Regions from separate parts of the Sus scrofa genome. Here region 2 is linked to region 1. Evidence: chromatin contacts called from public HiChIP or PLAC-seq data. All regions are on one chromosome and are shown on one strand. The core of a region is the stretch at or near the end of the contact, and the rest is flanking DNA. Distances in the headings are between cores, read along the strand shown. Region 1 holds the start of TMCC1 (transmembrane and coiled-coil domain family 1). Region 2 holds the start of RBSN (rabenosyn-5).

Region 1 (4,568 bases), core at 1,334-3,833:
AGCTTGTGGTTGCCAAGGGGGAGAGGAAGGGAGTGGGACAGACTGGGAGTCTGGGGTTAGCAGATGCAAATTATTGAATTTGGAGTGGATAAGCAATGAGATCCTGCTGTATAGTCCAGGGAAATATACCTAGCCACTTGTGATGGAATATGATGGAGGATAATGTGATAAAAAATGCATGGTTGGGTCACTCTGTTGTGCAGCGGAAATTGAGAGAACATTGTTAAATCAACCATAATAAAATTTTTTAAATAATTAAAAAAAAAAAAAGACTACTGCTTGCAGCAAAGGAGCATGAGAAATCATTCTGGGGTGATGGGAATGCTCTATATTATGACTGTTGTTATATGACTATTCATTTTTCAAAACTAATCAAACTGCACACTTAAAATCACTTTATTGACATATATGAAGTACATGTCAATAAAGTTGACAAAGAATATTAACAAAATATATGAAAAAAAATGTTCTCCCTTGCCTCCGTCTCTATAAAGTTTTCCAAAACAATATGAATGCACACAACATGCTTTACTTATACTTTTTCTTTTTCTTTGTTTTTCCTTTATGGCCACACACAAGGCATGTGGAAGGTCCCAGGCCAGAGACTCAATCCAAGACACAGCTGTGGCAACCCAGAGTCTTTAACCCACTGCACCAGGCCAGGGATCAAACCCATGCCTCTGCAGCCACCCAAGCTCCTGCAGTTGGTTTCTTAACATACTGTGCCATGGCAGAAACTCCTATACTTTTCATAACATACAAGTCTGCAGTCCTAGAATCACCAGTAATAAATCTCTTAATGTTCTCCGGTACAAATTAAGAAAAATTACCTAGCTACATTGCTAGTTTTTATTGCCAACTAGATTGCATAATCATTACAAAATGTCCTTTTTACTTGAAAGATATTATACCATAAATATAAGCTACTTTTCCCCATTTATACTTTTGGTTTTTTTTTGGCCTCACTGTGCAGCAGCCTGATGTGGGATCTCAGCTCCCAGACCAGGGACTGAACTCATGTTGCAGCAGTGAAAGCACCAAGTCCTAACCACTAGACCACCAGGGAACTCCCTCATTTATATTTTTAATTTTAATAAGAGGGAATCATTATTCTGATGATTCTGTTATTCTGGTGGATCTGTTTTGCTGACATCTTTAATTTTTAGAGTGATTTACTGTCCACTATCTGTTTGTTTTTAGTGTCACACTTAGGGAGGAGAAATTTAAAGGTATTTAAAATATCCTGTAAAATGAACTTACCAGTGCCAGAATCAGACACAGAATGAAAGCGACTATCATAAAAGTCTCAAGGAATACATACAAACCAAGCCAAAAGATACCAAGATGGTAACTAAGGAGCAGGCTTGGCCCACAAATGTATTCTGTTTGGTTTGCATAATATATTAAAAATAAAGTGATTATTCATCTAATTTAGTTTCTGTTGAAAACTGAGAAGCCATGGCAAGACTTGGGCTTACCATCCTAAATTACAACAATCAGCTAAAGCTAAGAAGACATGCCCCCCACTACAAAGGGTACATACTCTTTCTTTAGTCTGTCCAAGCCCTTAGACACTTGAATTCACTCACTGTCACTACCTGCCTGGTTACATGCATTTGAGTTTTCAAACCCCAGTTTGAAATAGTTTGAAGTTTGAGAAGTGAACTAACCATAACTGAGAAGTGAAGTTAGAGTGACACGAAAGGAGTTTCTCATACATTTTTTATGCCTAGGTCTCCTCTCTAGGCAGACCAAAAAACACTTGTTCATTAAGAGTACATCTTAAGGATGCCTATGTTCCATAGTGGAAGGCAAAATGTATACTAAATGCTGACAATGTGTACAGAAATTAGAAGTAATTTAGTATATTCCCATGCTAAGCACAGAGAAACTAGAACTTCATTATCTTCACTAATGTAAAAAAGCCAGTTCATGTGCAAAACTAAAGCAACAACAACAAAGCATCTTTGTTTCTCTACCAGAAAACTGAGCCTTTTCATTCATGAAGAGCACATGGAGTATATGCAAAGTTTTAGCAAAAGAGTAAAATAAAACATAACAATATATTAGGAAGTAAACAGGAATATAATTATAACATTCATTATCAGCTATAATGATTACTATTCATCCCATTTATTTAATGAAAAGGGAAGCTATCTTTTGCCACAACTTTGAAGTACTTGATGAGATACCTCTTTTTAGTCAAAAAGCAAAGTTTGCAGCGTCCTAAATACAAAGAATAAGTCAAGTGAAAATCTAACAGACTTACCCGCTCTGCAGGTGCCTCATCTCCTGGCAGACACGCAGCAGCAGCAGCAGCACAAGCTATCTCCATCACAGTGGAGCTGGTAGGAGCATCAGTAGTGGATGAAGACCTGGGTCGGCCGGACTGCATAACAGTTGCCATCTCCTGACCAGATTTCCTGTTGATTTGGGGACTTCCCTTTGGGGCCTCTGGCTTGCCCCGCCTACTATGCAAGCTTGTCCCTCTCTTCATCTTGGGTGGCACTCGGATCTGCTGCAGGACACGATTCAAAGCTGTGGGGTGGGTGGGGACACCATCAATCTCAGCACACGCGTTCTGGCCTTCCAGATCTATTTCAGGTTCTGGATCTGCCTGAATTTGCTGTACATCGTGTGGAGACACTGATGACCTCCTGCGCTGGTGCTGGAAGAGATGCTTCAAGCCTTGGCCAATCACATTAATGTTCTCCAAAGCATTGTGGGTCATTTTAGACAACTTTTGTTCTGATTCTGTCTGCTTTCTGGCCTCTGCATCTTGGGATTTGCCTCCAGGATCAGGGTCCTCAAATAACTGTTCACTGCCCGAAGGCTCCATCAGTAGATTTAATATGATTATTTGCAAACTCAAAAAAATTTAAACACACCAAGACTGTCAAATTAGGTAGGCATTGCTTCAACAGTAACTACACATGCAGCTCTGAGACGGAGGCTTCATGCCTATCTAATGTTAAAAAAAAAAAAAAAAAAAAAGGGAACCTATTATAAATCCAAGCAGAAACTCCAGTGTTAAAACAAAGAAAAACATGCCATTAGCCAAACAAAGAAGCACTATCATTTAGCAATCTTTAATCAGAAGATTAAAAGATAGTTTTCTAGATAGTGAGTATGATTATTTTCTAGAATAGGAGAAAAAGCTCAGAAACAAGTACATAGGAAATGAAAATAGCAATGTTAAAAAAAAAATCCCTACAAGTCTCAATATAAAGAATTGAATACTAGAGAAATCTTCTTGGACTCGAAACCATAATAGTTTAAAAAACAGCCTTTACTTAGGAAATCAGAAGAGAACAGAACATTCAATATGTACAATCTAGATGAAGCAATTCATTTCTTTCATTCATAACCACAGTTAATTATCTGTATGCTGAAACTCTGTAAATTCAAAAAATAATAATGAGAAGTGGATATCTCAACCTAACTGTATATGGATTTTAATGGAAAAGAATGTCCAGTTACCTTTCATATTCATCAAGGTCGCTGGCAATTAGAAGTGATAGGTTTGCTCTTTTGAGAAGAAAATGGAAATTAAACTCTTATAAGTTGAATTCTCTGCTAAAGAATAAATCACATTTTGGCACCATATGAGTGAATCATCTAGACAACCTATCTTATGAGAGACTAAAACTTTGCTCAGTACCAGCTAACAAAAGACTTCAGGGGAGCTCCCTCTGTGGCACAGTGGATTAAGAATCTGATTGCAGCTGCTCAGGTTGCTGTGGAGGTACGGGTTCAATCTCCAGCCAGCACTATAGGTTAAAGTATCCAGCACGGCATAGGTTACAACTGCAGCTCAGATTTCATTCCTGGCTCAGAACTTCCATATGCCCATAAAAATTTTTTAAAAGGAAAGGAAAAGAAGGAAGAAGAAGGAAGGACAGAAGGACAAGAGAAAGAAAGGAAAAGAAAAGGAGGAGAGGGAAGGGAGGGAGGAAGGAAGGAACAAAGCAAAAGAAGAGAGAGAAAAACTTCCCTATGGCACAGCAGGTTATGAAAGACCCAGCATTGCCAAAGCTGTGGTACAGGCTGCAACTGTGGCATGGGTTCAGTTCCTTGCCCAGGAACTTCCACATGCCACAGGAACTTCCACATGCCAAAAAAGAGGGAGAGAGAGACTGACTCAAAGAGTTCCCTTGTGGGGCAGCAGGTTAAGAATACTGCGTTGCCATAGCCGTGGTGCAGGCTGCAACTGCAGTGCAGGTTCAATCCCTGGCCTGGAAAAGAAAAAGCCAAAGAGACTCAAAGAAATCCCTTTCTCTCAATAGTGTCATCTGTGACAGAGGCTTCTCCTATACATTCAGTCAGTCCTGTGTATCCATCAACAGGTTCCATAGCTACAGATTCAACCAACCTCAAATCAAAAATATTGAGGGATTAGGGTAAGGCAAGAAATAGGAAATTCCAGAATGTTCCAAAAAGCAAAACCTGAATTTGCCATGTGGCCAGAAACTATTTACATAGCATTTACATGCATTAGGTATTATAAATAATCTAGAGATGATTTAAAGTATTTGGGAGAATGTACATACTTCCATTATATATAAAGA
Region 2 (4,694 bases), core at 1,593-4,092, 180 kb after region 1:
GCCAGTGACAGAGGCAGATTTGGGTCTGTTGCTTTGTTTATGACAGGTTGGCAAGTCTCTTCCTTGTCTGTGTCAGTTCACAGGGCAGGGTTCCTGACCATGCCTCCCAACCCTGTAAAGTGAAAAGAGCTTTGGGACCTATTTTAGCTGTACAGGTGGGGAAACTGAGGCCAATCCAGGGGACAGGACCTGTTCAAAGTCACAGAGTAAGGTGCAGCTTGGATAGACCCCACGTCTCTAAACACCTAGCTCACCGCCCTTTTGCTGGCATTTATTCTCCAAAAACTCAGTGCTCTCCATGCCAGAAGCCTCAAGTCCCTAAACAGAAGTTCATGGAAGCCCAACACTAGCTGCAGAATCAGTGCTCCAGTTCAGAGAAGCAGAGGTGCAGCCAGTGTTAGGGACACACACACCACCCAGTGCACTCCCCCCAGCCCATGTAACCTCACCCAGTCTTGACAATCCTATAAGGTGGAAACTATTTTTATCTCCATTTTACAGACTGTGATAATAGGAGTCAAAGCAATCAAGTACCACTACTGGAACATGAATTGAGGCTACCTTCTGACCCCAAAGCTCAGGATCTTCCCATTATTCTGTGTAGCTCTTCTTCTGGTGTCCCAGCCATTGCTGAAGGCCAGCGCTAGTGCAGGGCACAAAGCAAACAGCTCCCAAGGGCTGGGATGAGGTTTTTTCCCTAGATACTCCATGGTACCCAGCACAGTGCAGGGCATGGTGTAGGGGCTAACTGAGCATCCTTTTTTTTTCTTTTTTCTTTTTAGGGCCACACTCATAGCATATGGAAGTTCCCAGGCTAGGGGTTGAATCAGAGCTGCAGCTGCTGGCCTATACCACAGCCACAGCAGCAACAGATCCAAGCCACATCTGTGACCTATGCCATTGCTTGCAACGATGCTGGAAGCTTATCTCACTGAGCGAGGCCAGGGATGGAACCTGCATCTTCATGGATGTTAGTTGCATTTTTAATCTGCTGAGCCGCAATGGGAACTCCATTTTTTTTTTTTTTTTTTTTTTTTTTGTCTTCTGCCTTTTCTAGGGCTGCTCCCACAGCATATGGAGGATCCCAGGCTAGGGGTCGAATCGGAGCTGTAGCCGCCAGCTTACACCACAGTCACAGCAAGGCGGGATCCGAGTTGCGTCTTCGACGTGCACCACAGCTCACGGCAATGCCAGATCCTTAACCCACTTAGCGAGGCCAGGGATCGAACCCGCAACCTTATGGTTCCTAGTCAGATTTGCCAACCACTGAGCCACAATGGGAACTCCGGGAACTCCATTTTTGAGGTATACTGGACATAATGTTATATCAGTTACCATAATGATTCAATCTTTGTATATATTGCAAAATGATCACCACAATAAGTCTAACATCTGTCACCATACATAGTTACAAACTTTTTTTCTCATGTCATGAGAACTTTTAGGATCTACTCTCTCAGGAACTTTGAAATATGCGATATAGTATTATTAACTAGAGTCAACATGCTGTGTATTATATCCCAAGACTAATTTGTCTTATAACTGGAATTTCGTACCTCTTGTCCCCCTTTGCTCATTTCTACCCACCTCCCCAAGCTTCTGCAGTGACAATGTGGAATCCTTAACCCACTGCACCACAAGAGAACTTCAGTATTTGCTTTTTCTGTTTGATTTATTTCACTTAGCCTAATGCCCAAGTCCATCTATGTTGTTGCAAACGGTAGGATTTCATCCTTTTTATGGCTAAATTGTATATATAATTTTATCACATTTTCTTTATCCATTCATTATCTGTTAATGGACACTTTGGCTGTTTCCATATTCTTGGTTACTGTAAGGAATGCTGCAACAGGCAGATGCAGCTATCTTTTGAGTTAGTGTTTTCCTATTTTTCAGATAAACAACAAGAACTGGAATTGGTGGATCATATAGTAGCTTTATTTTTTAATTTTTTGAGGAACCGCCATCCTGTTTTTCATAGTGGCTGCACCAATATGCATTCCTACCAATAGTGCACAACTGTTCATCTCATATCCTCACCAATGCTTCTTTTTGATAATAGCTCCTCTAACAGGTGTGGGGTGTTCTCTCACAGAGGTTTTGACTTCCCTTTGAAAATGCCACAGATTTTCCCTGACCGCAACGTACACACCTGGGATCGATACTCCTTCTCATTCCAGGCCCCACTCTCATGCGGTTCTTTCTATTCCAGATGTTTTCACATCCTCCAGGCTTGAGCGTTCCTTTTCTCTCTAGTGCTTGGGAGCGTTAATTGACTTTAACTTAGAACTGCAGTTGCGGGTGCAAGAGGCATTAAAGACGCCTCACTACCTCATTCATTGTGCACCCCCGTCAAGCGCTAAAGAACTACAGGATTCAGTTTTCTTTTTTTGCTTTTTAGGGCCACACTTGTGGCATATGGAATTTCCCAGGCTAGGGGTCTAATCGGAGCTACAGCTGCAGGCCCACACCACAGCCGCAGCAATGCTGGATCCCAGCCGCCTCTGCGACCTACACCACAGCTCACTGGCAAACGCTGGCGAGCCCAGGGATGGAACCAACCAGCATCTTCATGAATACTAGTCGGATTCGTTTCCGTTGGGGCACAATGGGAACGCCTCAGTTTTCTCATCTGTACAGTGGTGTGCATAGTCAGGGACGGGGTCTAATGCTCGGCACCTAACAACCTGGGGCGTCAAAAACCTCGTAAAATGGCAGAGCCCCCGCCCCCTGCCACTTCTAAGAGCGCCTTCGCTGAAGCCGCAGCTGTCCGTGCCTGGGGAGTCTGCCCACCCCTCGAAGACTCGGCGCTCTTCCGGCGTCTGTCAGCCTGCCTTCCGGTTTGGGCGCCGTCGCAGGCGCGCCTGCCGAGCGCCGAGCAGTCGATGGAGATGGCGGTCGCTCCTGCGTGAGGGGCCGCGGAGGCCCAGAACTCGGGTCTCAGGACTGCGAGCCCGCGGGAACCGGTGGGGTACCGATGGCTGGGCGTGCGTGCGGGGTGGGATGGGGTGCGGCTCCCCTCAGGAGCCGGCCGGGGGGCGTGGGACCCGTGTGCAGTGGTGGGTGGGACGTGCGTGGTGGGCGCTGCAGCTCGCGGGCCGCGTTTCCCTCACGGGCCGACGATGATTGGACCCTGGTTGTGTGGTTGCGCTGGGCTGTGGGATCTGCGGTTGGGCGCCCAGGTGGTTGTGTTTGAGTCTCTGCTTGTGGGAGGTTAAGGTGTTTGAGTTCAGGGTTTGTATGGCGTCCGCGTGAAGGTGTCGTGTGTGCCCTGTGAGGACGAGTCTTTCCCGTCCTGTGTAGTGGTGCGGCGGGTGCGCTTCGTGTTGAGTTACGTAGTGGCTGGCGCGTGGCCCTGTAGGTTTTATTCGTGGTTTTGAGGTGATTTAAGTTGTTAGGGGCTCGCATATGTTGTGGATGTGGGAGCTGGCTCTGTGGTTTGTGGTCGATCCCTTTGGTTTGTGGTGGGTGTCTGGTTATGTGATTGCACGGGTCGTGGCCGTTCATTCATTCACTCACTCATGCGTGGAGCGTTGTTGCCTGCTCGGTGGTTTGTGCGGGGCACTGAGCCCCACCTTGGGGTGTGGTGGTGGGGGTGTGGTGGTGGGGAACGTGGCCCCCGCCCTCCAGACCTGTAGGCTGATAGACTTGTGTACCTGTGATTACAAATTGAGATAAGTGCTGTGAGGAGAGGTGCAGGGCCGCCCCACAGGAGACTGGAGGCAGGGTGGGTGCCTTGGCATGCGGGGGATGGTATGTGCTGGAATTGTGGTTGGTAGGGTCAGGCGTGGGAAGGAAGGGAGCTCAGGTCAACCGCTGTCTAGGGAGGGGCCAGGAGCTGCTGTTTCAGCGACCATCAGGGAAAGGGGCTGAGAGGTGCATGTAGGGCTTTTTAGTTAGAGGAAGAACACAGAGACCTCGTGTTTTGTTTGTTTATTTTCTGGGTCATTGCCAGAAATCAGTTTCTCCTGGGTGGCCCTCTAAGCAGGTCATCCACAGCTCAAAGCTGAGGGACATTCATTCTGCCTCACAATCTCTTGTAATTTGTGGCCTCAGGTTCTTGGGGGGAAGTTTCTTGTTTTTGTGGAATGGTTTTGTCTGGGTTCTCCTGGCTGGAAGTCTTTGTGAAGTGACATTGGAAGTGATAATACTCGAAAATGTAACTTATTAATCCCTGAATTCTTAAAGCATCAAATTCCTTTATTTTTGAAGTAGTGAGAGCATTAGGCTTGCTGGTTCATAAAATCTAGTAAATTTACTTGAGAAAAACTACTCTACAGATGTAAGACACAAAATAGATTTTTCTTTTTGATCACAAAGTTTCTAAGGCTCTTCTTTACGGTTGAGATTTTTCTTTGGTTTGGTTCGGTGTTTTTAGGGGAGATGCTATCTCTTTTTTGACATAGGTGCAAGAGCTCCATACATGTGGTTGAATAAATAGGGTAAAAGGAGTCAAATAAAATCTTCTGTTTGTTGATCACTACTTTTGACTTTTCCCCATTGGCCAAAGTGGCATACAAATGATGAAGTTGGACCATTGGAATGAGTGTTAGAGAATTGCCTTGGTATTATGATTACTGTTGAAGTCATATTTTCCTCTTATCTTCAAGAATCTGTGCTTGCCTCTTTATTGAGTTACCTGTTGTCTAGTGATGTTCTCATATCCAAGAAGCTTTTGTGTTTTGGTCTAAGAA

What was found. HiChIP or PLAC-seq counts read pairs in DNA pulled down with a chosen protein or histone mark.
Region 2: a contact with region 1 is called in an H3K27ac HiChIP or PLAC-seq map of alveolar macrophages. The contact joins the promoter of RBSN here to the promoter of TMCC1 in region 1. A contact is called at or near these places in 1 of 47 Hi-C or Micro-C datasets (epiblast stem cells) and 1 of 2 datasets of contacts at active chromatin or transcription factors (alveolar macrophages).

Annotation. Positions count from the first base shown.
Region 1 is chr13:69,221,223-69,225,790 of Sscrofa11.1, forward strand. It overlaps TMCC1 (transmembrane and coiled-coil domain family 1), which reads right to left and starts at 2,584. Exons shown (of 4, transcript NM_001258443.1): 1 at 2,270-2,584. The coding sequence starts at 2,497.
Region 2 is chr13:69,401,153-69,405,846 of Sscrofa11.1, forward strand. RBSN (rabenosyn-5) reads left to right here and starts at 2,843. Exons shown (of 12, transcript XM_021069366.1): 1 at 2,843-2,966.